2 separate regions of the Sus scrofa genome follow, and region 2 is linked to region 1. Evidence: chromatin contacts called from public HiChIP or PLAC-seq data. All regions are on one chromosome and are shown on one strand. The core of a region is the stretch at or near the end of the contact, and the rest is flanking DNA. Distances in the headings are between cores, read along the strand shown.

Region 1 (5,832 bases), core at 1,117-3,616:
GTACTGCTTACAAAATTGGTCTTCCTGGAAAAAGGAAGAGGGGATGGAGAGAAAACACCATATTACAGTAATATCAATGGTACCTATGAGAAGGAATTACAGTGTTAATGACTTACCATAAATGACATACATACCTCAGCTGAGTAATTGAGAGCTATTACTATCTCCGGAAGTTGCTCCTGTATGGTTATGTAAATCCTTGTCTGTGGGGATAAAACAAAACAAACAAAAAAACCTTGTGCTTACTTCAGTCTGTTACTTTACTGTGCCCTTTATATCATATATTTGTATTTCTCAAAGATTTCAATTATCTTAGAGCTACTGAAATAACCTTGTAGTATATTTAATAGTTATTATACTTAATTTTCTTTCTTTCTTTTTTTTTTTTTTTTTTGTCTTTTTGCCTTTTCTAGGGCCGCTTTCGTGGCACATGGACGTTCCCAGGCAAGGGGTCTAATCGGAGCTGAGCCACCCGGCCTACGCCACAGCCACAGCAACGCGGGATCTGAGCCGCGTCTGTGACCCACACCACAGCTCACCGCAACACCGGATCATTAACCCACTGAACAAGGCCAGGGATCGAACCTGAAACCTCATGGTTCCTACTCAGATTCGTTAACCACTGCGCCACGATGGGAATTCCTAATTTTCTTTCTAAAACACAAGAATTTCCCACCCCCTTCAATAATGACAGATTCAATTAAAAGGTCAACCTAAAAACAAGACCACAAAAATCAAACCCCATGAAAACGTTTGGTTTATGGATTACATTTTAGTAATCCTCTACCTAACAAGAGATGGTAACAACATGCATGTGATTCACAAAATAAAATGAAGGTTGATTGCTGAAATATGGTTATATATTCATTATTATATAATTAGCCTCTGCTTCTTTTTAACCAGTTACTTTTAGGAAGCAGCAGATATACTTGGTAAAATTAAATTTGATTGGTTACTATTATGATGTCAGATGAAACTCAATAATTAGACCAGAGTAGGCTATCATATTATACCTCTCTGAAGTCACTAAGTATATATAAGTATATGTAAGAAAACTACATTTTATCATTTACTCATTTGTATTCATACTTCAAGGCTACTTATTGATATTTGATATGTGGAGTAAAGAAAAGAGCGTGTGTACTTAAGTACACACATATATAGACCCAGAAGAGTTAATATATGAAGTGCCTAGTTCAACTTCTGGCCTACAATATGCCTCAATAAATGTTGGCTGTAATATTTTAAATTCTCACTATTATTTCTCCCACACATTACCTTACAGTGCCCTGCCTCACAAGGACTTTAGAACACTGGGCTCCCCCCTTCCTCGTCTTTTGCATACTTTTAGTTAAATCTTATTCATACTCAACTGGGTACAGATAATTGTTGGACACCTATGACTTTCCTAGTGTTCAAGCTGGTTTTTGAAAACCCTAAAATAGCAAGTCCCGTTGGCTGTAAACACCAACGACATCAAAATGACATCAAATGTGTAACAACTAAAGCTTGTTCCCATTTCCCCCATCCCACTCCTTGTGTCCTGCTCCCTGCTACCAGAGACGCATTAGACTTCATAACTAAATCAAGTCTCAGGAACCTAGAAATCTTTGTGTGTCCGCAGGGAAACGCGAGGGTGTGAGAAGAGGGAGATTTTCTTCATGCAGAACACGTAAAAGACCTCCCACAGAAGTTCTGTCCCACAGGACAGAGTTACTCTATTATCTCTGGGGCTGTGTCTCTTTTAAGGCCCGAAGGACTAGAAAAACCTCACCTGAAAGTTGAGTCTACAGAAAGAGGGGCATGGTATACTCAAAACTCTCTACCCCACTACTGGACAGCGACCTTCGGCAGCCTCTGCTATAGGAATGTCACAACGGCTGCCCTTCCCGCTGGGAGTCCTCGGCTCACTCCCTCTTCCTTTGCGTTTCCTCAGGTTCCTTCCGAGACTTCCGTTCGAACTTCCCGCTGGTGCAGAACCCACCAATCATAAACGTCCTTCCCGGGCCACGCCCCCTCGTCGCCTCCTCCCGGGAACCCGAGTCGAATTTCGCGCACACCCCTCCTTCCGTGACGCACGCTGCGCGCGGACGTCGGCCTCTGACGCCACTTTGCCCCCACTGCAGGTCCCGCCCGGGCCGTTCCTGCTGACCGTTGGGTGCCGCCGGGCCGAAGTTCCTCCCTCGAGACTTTCCCCACCACACGAACCGCTCTGGCGGCGGCGACCCATGTGGGGGTTCAGGCTCCTGCGGTCGCCGCCGCTGCTGCTTCTTCTGCCGCAACTCGGAATCGGAATCGCCGCGACCTGCTCTCAGGCCAGAACCATGAACCTTGGCGGCAGCAGCAGCAGCGGCGGCGCGCTCTGCTCCTCGGCCGAGGGGCTCCGACCGCAGTGCCTGCGGCTGTCCACGGTGCCGGGTGCAGATCCGCAGCGCTGCAACGAGTTGCTCCTGCTGGCGGCGGGGGCGGTGGCCGCGGGGGAGGGACAGGAACCGCGGAACCTCCCTGGGGACCCGACGAAGGTGGAGCCGCAAACGCCGCCCCAGCATCACGTTCTCTATTTCCCCGGGGATGTGCAGGTAACCTGCGGCCTTCCTGGGCACCTGTTCCTTTCCCTTGTGGCTATGAGAATTCTCTAGATTCTTCCGTCATAGCTGCTGCCTGATTCCGTGCCTCGCCTGAACACACCCACACGTGTGCTAACCCGGGTGGCTCCACGAAATCCCAAATCGCCCCTTCCACGCCCCTAATCCCCTCCTCATAGAGCCCCAGAGGAAGGCTGTGTTTGGAGGGCTACAACCTGGAAAGAGCGAGCTGGCAGTCCAGGAAGTGGAATTTAAGACATAGAAATGAGACAGATAATGTATATTTATTCTACAACTTGGTTTCTCAGAGGGGTGTGTGTGTGTGTGGGTGTTGGGCAGGAGACGGAGAGATGGCTTTTAAATTAGTATGTAGTGTTCAAAAAACGCTGGCAGTTATTAAAAAAGCAAACAAGTAAACAAAAAAGGCTTTACTAGGTGTGACATTCTCAGTAACCCTAAGAAAGGGACAGTAATTGCTAAGCATGTCAATACTTTGATGCTCACTTAAATTCTGTACTTTTGTTTTTGTGAATGAGTGTGTGTGTGTGTGTGTATGTGTGTGTGTTTAGGGCCACACCCACGGCATATGTAAGTTCAAATCTGAGCTGTAGCTGCTGGCCTTACACCACAGCCATAGCAACGCTGGATCCTTACTTAAGCCACTGAACGAGGGCAGGGATGGAACCCATGTCCTCATGGATACTAGTCGGATTTGTTTCCGCTAAACCACCACGGGAAGTCCTAGTGTGTGATATTATCTTTATTATTAATTTTGTGGCTGCAGGATATGTTGTCTTGGAAAGCTGGATCTTAATCTAAAACTGCTGTTGTCATTAGTACAGTAGCCATTAGTTATATATGACTTTAAATTAATTAAAATTAAATAGAATTAAAAATCCAGTTTCTTAGTCGCACTAACTTCAGGTGCTCAGTAGCACCAAAGGTTTCTAAGTGCTGTAATGGACAGTGCAAATACAGAGCATTTCTATGGACTATTTCCATCAACTGCAGAAAGTTCTCTTGGGTAGTGCTAGTGTTATCAGGTAAAGCTAGAATATGGCTAAATGTGTTTGTTGAACTGTGAAACAATTAGTTTATTAAACAGTTTATTGCTTTTGAAATTAATGCTTTAAAACAATGTGCCTGCCAACTTTGTGCCCTGAGTCAAGTGATGACGAAGGTATATATAGTTTCTTCTCTTGCCCTCCAAATAATTAACTGGTCTAGATGACTGCTCATCATGAAAAAATTAGTGCTTAGATTTAGGAGAAGACAATTTACTCGGTTGAGGCCTTTTTGCTCAGTTTGGGGAAAGCAACATGGCACTACTGACAGTGACTTCCAGAGTTTTGTGGACCAGCTACTGTGTGCATCTATAATAATAATGATGATGATAGTAATGATAACTAACCTTCATTGAACACTTACTAAATGTTTTTAAAATGTGCCAATCAGAATATAGCACAAGACTTCAGATGAAGTCTTAAAAAAGCTAAATATAGTTAGACTAATACCTCCTTATGTTTTGACAGCGTCCATTTCTTTTATGTAGCCCGAGATTCCATTAGCCTTTTGGACAGCAATATACTGTTGATTTGTGCAGAGTATGAAGTGCTGTAAAAACCCAGGTCTTTTCAGAAGAAATAGAGAATAATGCATAAAAGGCTCTGAGGCCAGATTGCCTAGGTTTAAACCCTGATTCTGCACTTTTTAGCTATGAAATATCTGGCCAATTGTTCAATCTCTCTGTATTGCAGCCAGCTCAACTACAAAATGGGAATAATGACGTATAGAAGATATTTGAGGATTAAATAAATGTGTGAATACCCAATGAGTTACACTGCCTTATCTTTCTGATGACCTTTGTAATTACTGGGGAGTACTGTAGCGCTCAGTTCTTGGACTTTTCCTGACTACTCTTACTCCCTTTGTGATCTCTTTCAGTCTTGTATCTTTACATACTACCAGTACCCTGACAACCTTCAACATTTGTGTTCTAGCCTAGACATTTTCCTGGAACTTTAGACTTGCCAATAGTATGCACATACTTCCTTTTGGACATTTAATAAAATCTCTGGATCTTTACCCCTAAATTTGCTCATCCTATAATCTTCATCTTGTTTCTCAGTTTTTGGAAACTCCTATTTAATAGTTTGAGTACAGATCTTGAAGTCAATCCTTTTGTTCTCTCTTAATACATCAGCAAATAAAGTGGCTTTACCTCTAAATGTATCTAGAATTGATCAGAATAATCTTTTAAAAATCTAGCTCAAATCATACTACACCTCTGCTCAAAACTAACAGCTTCCTTTGTCATTCAGTAAAAGCCAGAGTCCTCTTGATGGCCTGCAAGACCTTTGACTATTGCTTTTCTCTCTCCTTTCTTATTTTACTCTCTGTAGAAGACACCAATCATGCCAGCCTTCTTCATAGTGCTCATGGTAGGCACACTTGACCTCAGAAGTTTGCCATACACTGCCTAGAATAATCTTCCTGCAGATGTCTGCACGGATTCACCTATTATTTCAAGTCTTTGCTTAGAAGTTGCCTTCACAGTGAAGCCTTTTCTATTTAAAAATTATACGTGCATGGGATCCTGTCAACTTTTCTCCTTTATTTTTATCCCTTTCATTCACTGTATTAGCCATTCATTTTGGTTTTTGTCTGTTTTCCACTAGCACAATGAAAGCTTCATGTCTATTTTCTTTACTGTTATATCTGTGAGGCTTAGTGACTAGCATGAAGTAAGTGTTCAACAGATAGCTTGTTGAATGAATAAATGTGTGTAAGTTGCTTTGAATAATGCATTAGGTGCTTGATAAGCCTTGGCTATTATTATATGAAATGCTTTTAGACTCAGATTTCCTTATCTTTGCACTTGATTCCTTTGAGCCTAATGCTTATCCTTAGGAAATTTACCCTGTCAGATACAGTTCATCTTTTTAGTGTATTGATCCTTTTAGAACCCTTATTTTTGGTTTATATCATATATAGGTTTAGTAAGTATTCTTTCTATATCTTTTAATTTGGATAAATATTGAACAGAATAGGGCCAAACAGAACTTTGTAGGATACAATTTGAAGCTTTGCCTCATCTTAACACAGATTCATTATTTGGTATTAATTTAATCTGGTTGATAACGTAATTTTAAACCCTAATTAACATTACTTTCATGATGTTCCTGTCATTGTATGTCCCTTTTTGTTCTATGTTTACCCTTTTATCATTTGAATTACGGGAAAGCTG
Region 2 (5,832 bases), core at 2,147-4,646, 1.0 Mb after region 1:
ATTAAATTTCTAAAGAAAGCAAAAACACAATCCCCCCCCACCAAAAGAAATGAAAACAAACAAACAAAAACAGAGAAAGAAAGATTTCCAAATCCCTGAAATCTTAATCTAAATTATAGATTATGTTATCTGAAAAGTTAATAAGTGTTGAAAAATATTCTATATACATCTTGCACTTAGTACGTCTCCACTCTGACAGATCAGGTGACCCTCCTCATCATCCTCTACACTCCTGGTTCTTTTCCTTCGGTGACTCTTCTGGAAACGTCAAGTGGGCGGCACCAAGATCATCCAGCCAATCAATATACCCGAGTGAATTCAGGGCAGAATACGAAATTCATTCAGCGGGGAGATATTCAGGCATTCAGATACACGCCAGGCCACAAACGGTTGGCAGGAGCAATTTCAAATTCAGTCCCCAGAAATTCACAGGGCACATAGTTTATGTTAACAGGAGAAAAACACGGCAAGGAACAGATTTTCAGATAAGATACTCAAAGTGGCAAGGCAACAAAACATAATACAATTGTTTTTCTTTTTTTTTTTTAAAGAAAATGCTTAATTGTAGCATTCACTGAAACATAATTTAAAAGTTCCTAATGTCCTAATTTAATGTTGCAAAACTGTAGAATGTAATAGTTACTTGTCAAAAGTAGACTGTGGCCAAACTTCCTACCTAATCTAAGAAAAGCAACTATCAAGAAACAATAAATAAAATTAAAACCCTAATTTGGGGCGAAAACAAAATTTGGCATATAACAACACTATCTGAAATGTCATCTGAGCTTGATTTCCAAATTAACACATAACCCATAATGTTCAAATCTGTTAAGTGGTTTAGTGAAAAAAGGATTGGAGAACATGCTTTGCCAGAACAAGGGCACACATAATCCTCACTCAAATACAAAAATCCCATTTCTTCTTATAGTAAGACTATCAAAACAAAATCTGATTTCTTGTAGTATAATAAGAAAAACTTTCAGAATATCTTGTAATCCATTATAAACTAACCTAAATTAAATTACCCCCATTATTTCACTGGAATGACAATTAGTTGCCATCTTGTAATAAGATGTTACTATATAAATATGTACTGCACTTCAGGAATTTCCTATCCAATGCACAAACACAAAGAACCCTGCAAGTTAAAATTGAGATGACTTCATCTTAAACAGAACTTTCTCAAATAATCAAACACAAATTCAAGTTTTCCTGTTTCACATGGGAAATAAAATTTCCAAAATATTTTAAAAGATTGCATACCCCATGTGAACGATGATGTGAAGTACTGTGGTGAATTCTGTATTTGCTTTTATAACTACTTCTTCCACTTCTACCAGAGGACTTGCTACTATGGTTCTGATATCTGCTTTCATAATCTCTATGGCGATGTCCAGGTTCACATCCTTGATTGTAGTCATTTCTGTATTCATCAATGTAGCGTCGACTATGGTAATCTTTCTCATTTATAGATCTGCTTTCCAAGTAATAGCTAGAAAAACATGTTTTTCCAATGCTTTATGTTATTACCAAATACCCTCAAGTGCTCTATAAATCTCTTAAAACAGTATTTCCCTACCAAAAAGCCAACCAAAAAACCCCCCACACAATTTAATCACCACAAGCCATCAAGATACACAAAGGAATGGTAATCAGTTATTTTAAGTTGATACTAGTTTTCATGAAAATGTATCCCCCTCAGTTTACTGAGATAAAACTGACACATTGTAATAAAAATGTATTTTTAGATCGCTACTGAGACACTTTAAAAACTCTCCTTACCTATCAGATGTTTTAGAGTGATTATATCTGCAGCGCTTGTTCTCCCGGGCACTGCTATGTGATCTCTTTCTTCTTTTATGACTACTGCTGCTGCTCTTCCATCTTTCATAATCCCAATCTTTTTCATCCCAATCAGGACAATAAGCTCTCTTTGCGTGTCTCATCTATATAAAAGATAAATCTTTCCCAGTTAAGCTGTATCCCACATATCATCACTGTTTGATAAACCGAAAAAAAAATTTTTATCTCTAAATCTGGAGTCTGAATTCTACTCATAGATTCCTGCATTATACATGCCAAGATCAGATTTACTGAAAGAGGGCTGAAAAAGAAAAAAGAAAAGGGAATTCCAATTGATCAACTTTGGGAAAAATCCTTTCCTGCCAGAAGCACGCATTTACTTTATATATAACTCGCCCATTCAGATGTGCATCACTTTTTTTTATTATTTCCCCAATACAATTTTTTTTCTACTGTACAGCATGGTGACCCAGTTACACATACACGTATACATTCTTTTTCCTCACATTATCATGCTCCATCATAAGTGACTAGACATAGTTCCCAGTGCTACACAGCAGAATTTCGTTGCTAATCCCTTCCAAAAGGAGAGAAACACCTAGCTTAGCCTACGAGCAACTTACACAACCATCGGTGTAAACCATTTTCCCTAAAGAAATGTCAGAACCAAAAATCCCTAACAACTTGAAAAAGACATTAGAGATAAACTTTTCATCAACTACCGTTCACAGCAGTACTAACCGCCCGGGCACCACCTCGTCTCTAAACACAACTTAAGGGGATCCAATTGTTCCCAAGGGGGTGGGCTGGGGGAGAAACTCCCAAGCCTGTGCCCGACCGCCTGGCTTCTCTCACAAGCTCCTCCAAATATGCCACATCATTTCTCTTCCGTCGAGTTCCTAAACCTGCTTTCTGTTTACGCCACTGACGGCAAAGACACTCGCCATTTCCCCTCGAATTACTTTAAGACTCGAGCGGACAGTGAGACCGTCTTACACCCGGTCCCTGTGTTCCTTCTTTCCCTCTGTTACGAACGAAGGTCCTCAGAGGAGCGCGTCTCACGCACATTCCAGAACGCCGTTCTGGCGGCCACCCTCCGCCCGCAGCTTCGCCGCCTCCGCCCCGCCGCCATCTTAGAGCTCGGCCGACGCCTGCGCCACCGACATGGCGCTCGGAGCGCCGGGGATCGGGATCCCTGCTCCCTCTAGGGAAGGCACACGTTCGAGCTCTCTCCGCCTAACAAACACTGTCACTACCCTCCGCCAGGGTCTGGAGCGTCACGGTTCAAATAGAAATCCGCAGCGGCGGACTCGGAAAAGCATAGAAGACGAGCTGTCCACCTTTGTGCAGCCGAAGCGCGGTGGGGGGCGGTGCGAGGGGAAAAGGGGTCACCCTGCAGGACTGCAGACGGCCAACAAGCTTGAAGGGGAACGTCACAGACGCTCTCGGGAAACAGAAAAGGGGCCCTGACACCCAGCCCGCTTCCTTCTGCATCTTACCGTCCAGGCCAAAAAGTCCAAGCCTCAGGAGACAATGCTTGCAACGCGACAACGGAAAACACCCAGCTGGCTGCGACAAGGTCCAACAACAAAATGGAGCCGATTGCCGAAGCGTCTGGGCTCTCCGGGAAAACAAGATGACGCTGCAAACGTCACTCCGCCTCCGGGTGGGGCGGGGCTTGCACAAAGGGTGGGGCTGAGCTGGCGCCCAGGGAGGGGGGCGGGGGACGTGTGCGCAGGCGCCGGGTTCGAAGCTCCGCAACCAGGTTGAGCAGAGGGAGCTGTGACCGCGGCCATGTTGTCTCTGTTCTGTGTTTGGGCTGAGGAGACGTTTTAAGCGTTGGGGAGGAGCGCCTCGTCCATGCTCAACTAAAAATTGTATTTGTGAACGCTAGAAATGAGAAGCTGAAGGAAGCAGAGTGCGAAATAGCGTTACAACGTCTAAAATAATGCTTTAAAAAATTTACACCACCTTCATCAGATAGTTCCAAATTAGGACGTGCCTGGATTTGGACTTTTGCTAAGGTTCTGAAACCAATTTAAAATTTTAGTGGCTGGGACTCACGGACAGAAATTGGATTGGAAGGATTTTCCCGAGATTTTCAAAGGCGAAGAAATGTGAGAGGGACTCCTCACAATATAGCAACACTTCCGCATGGAGCAAGGCCTCTGCGTGTAAAGGCCAAGTAAACTAAAGAGTTGGGGTGGGGGGACTGAAAGATCATTAAGAGAAGACAAATTTGGACTTCTCTTGGAGTTCCCTGGTGGCTCAGCAGCTTAAGGATCTGATGTCACTGCTGTGACATACTCTTTTCTCGCCATTGAAAGGCTTATACTCCTTCCATTTCTTTATCATATATACCTGAGGCACATCTTTGATAGTGGGTTAAAAAAAAAAAATGGCCGGAAAATGGGAACTAGAATCAAATGAGGAGTTCCCTTGTGGTGTAGTGGGTTTAGGATCCAGGCTGACACTGCAGCAGCTTGGCCATGAAACTTCTACATGTCTTCCAAAAGAGGACAGAATTATCTGGAAACAACCTCTGAATAACAAAAATAAAGCTGCAACTTGATAGAACAAAGTAATTGCCGACCCTGGCCATAAACATTAAAAAAAAAAAAAAAAAAGGAAGCTCTGAGGAACTGCTCTGAAGAGGTAGGGAAGAGGTCAGTATTATGATTTTTTTTTTTTTTTTGTCTTTTGTCTTTTTTGTTGTTGTTGTTGTTGCTATTTCTTGGGCCGCTCCCGCGGCATATGGAGGTTCCCAGGCTAGGGGTCGAATCGGAGCTGTAGCCACCGGCCTACGCCAGAGCCACAGCAACGCGGGATCCGAGCCGCGTCTGCAACCTACACCACAGCTCACGGCAACGCTGGACCGTTAACCCACTGAGCAAGGGCAGGGACCGAACCGCAACCTCATGGTTCCTAGTCGGATTTGTTAACCACTGCGCCACGACGGAAACTCCAGTATTATGATTTTAAAGAAGGTGGGTACTTGGAATCAACCACACATCTTGGCAGAGGGTTGCTGCTAGTCACAAGGAGCAGGTATCTCTGTTACTGATTTTAGTGCTCTTCTAGATATGAAAAGATGTAAGAAATTGGGCCTATAAAATCTCCTGGAAATATCTTATCTGAAGGCCTGTTCTACCATGTTTTCCTGGAGCACAGAGGCCTCATTCCTGAACTCCTTTCAGGGTGTGTTGAAGATCATCGACTGCAGTTGGCTAGTCACTTCACTCTTAGAGAACTAGGTGGCAGGGACAATTTTTATTTGGCAGTAGATAGGGTCTTTACAGAGGTAATTATGATTAAATGAGGTCATTAGGGAGGGGTCTAATCTAATTTAGCTTTTTTAAAAAAAATAAAAAGAGATTAGGACACAAAGCTGAGGAAAGAGCTTGTGAAGATGGGAGATGGTCACCTACAAGCCAAGGAAAAAGGCCTCAAAATAAACAGTGCTACCCACACCTGGATTTCCCAACTTCCACTCTCTGGTAATTTGTTGTGGCTGCTCTAACTTAGTGCATAACATTAAAACATGTTAGTTTATTGGTACTGAACTTGTAACTTTATTGTTGAATTAGTGAAGTTGAAATTTTCTTTTTCTGGAGTTCTCGTCGTGGCACAGCGGAAATGAATCCAACTAGGAACCATGAGTTTTCAGGTTCGATCCCTGGCCTTGCTCAGTGGGTTAAGGATCCGGCATTGCCATGAGCTGTGGTGTAGGTCGTAGATGAGGCTCGGATCTGGCCTCGATGTGGCTCTGGCATAGGCCAGCAGCTACAGCTCCGATTAGACCCCCTAGCCCGGGAACCTCTGTATTTCATAGGTGCCCCTCTAAAAAAAAAAAAAAAAAATTTTCTCTTGTTACTTACCCATTCATACCTTATTGCTTTTTTGAATGTGCAGTTCTTTTTTGTCCTTTAAATTTTTTTTTTAACTTACTTTTTTTTTTTTTGGTGTTTTTGCTATTTCTTGGGCCGCTCCCTCGGCATATGGAGTTCCCAGGCTAGGGGTCGAATCGGA

What was found. HiChIP or PLAC-seq counts read pairs in DNA pulled down with a chosen protein or histone mark.
Region 2: a contact with region 1 is called in an H3K27ac HiChIP or PLAC-seq map of alveolar macrophages. The contact joins the promoter of CLK1 here to the promoter of LOC100522040 in region 1. A contact is called at or near these places in 2 of 2 datasets of contacts at active chromatin or transcription factors (alveolar macrophages and skeletal muscle).

The regions. Positions count from the first base shown.
Region 1 is chr15:103,540,791-103,546,622 of Sscrofa11.1, forward strand. It overlaps LOC100522040 (formiminotransferase N-terminal subdomain-containing protein-like), which reads right to left and starts at 2,367. Exons shown (of 7, transcript XM_021075940.1): 1 at 2,153-2,367; 2 at 135-203. The coding sequence starts at 2,230.
Region 2 is chr15:104,558,746-104,564,577 of Sscrofa11.1, forward strand. It overlaps CLK1 (CDC like kinase 1), which reads right to left and starts at 3,397. Exons shown (of 13, transcript NM_001123099.1): 1 at 3,303-3,397; 2 at 1,783-1,946; 3 at 1,264-1,492; 4 at 168-258. The coding sequence starts at 1,946.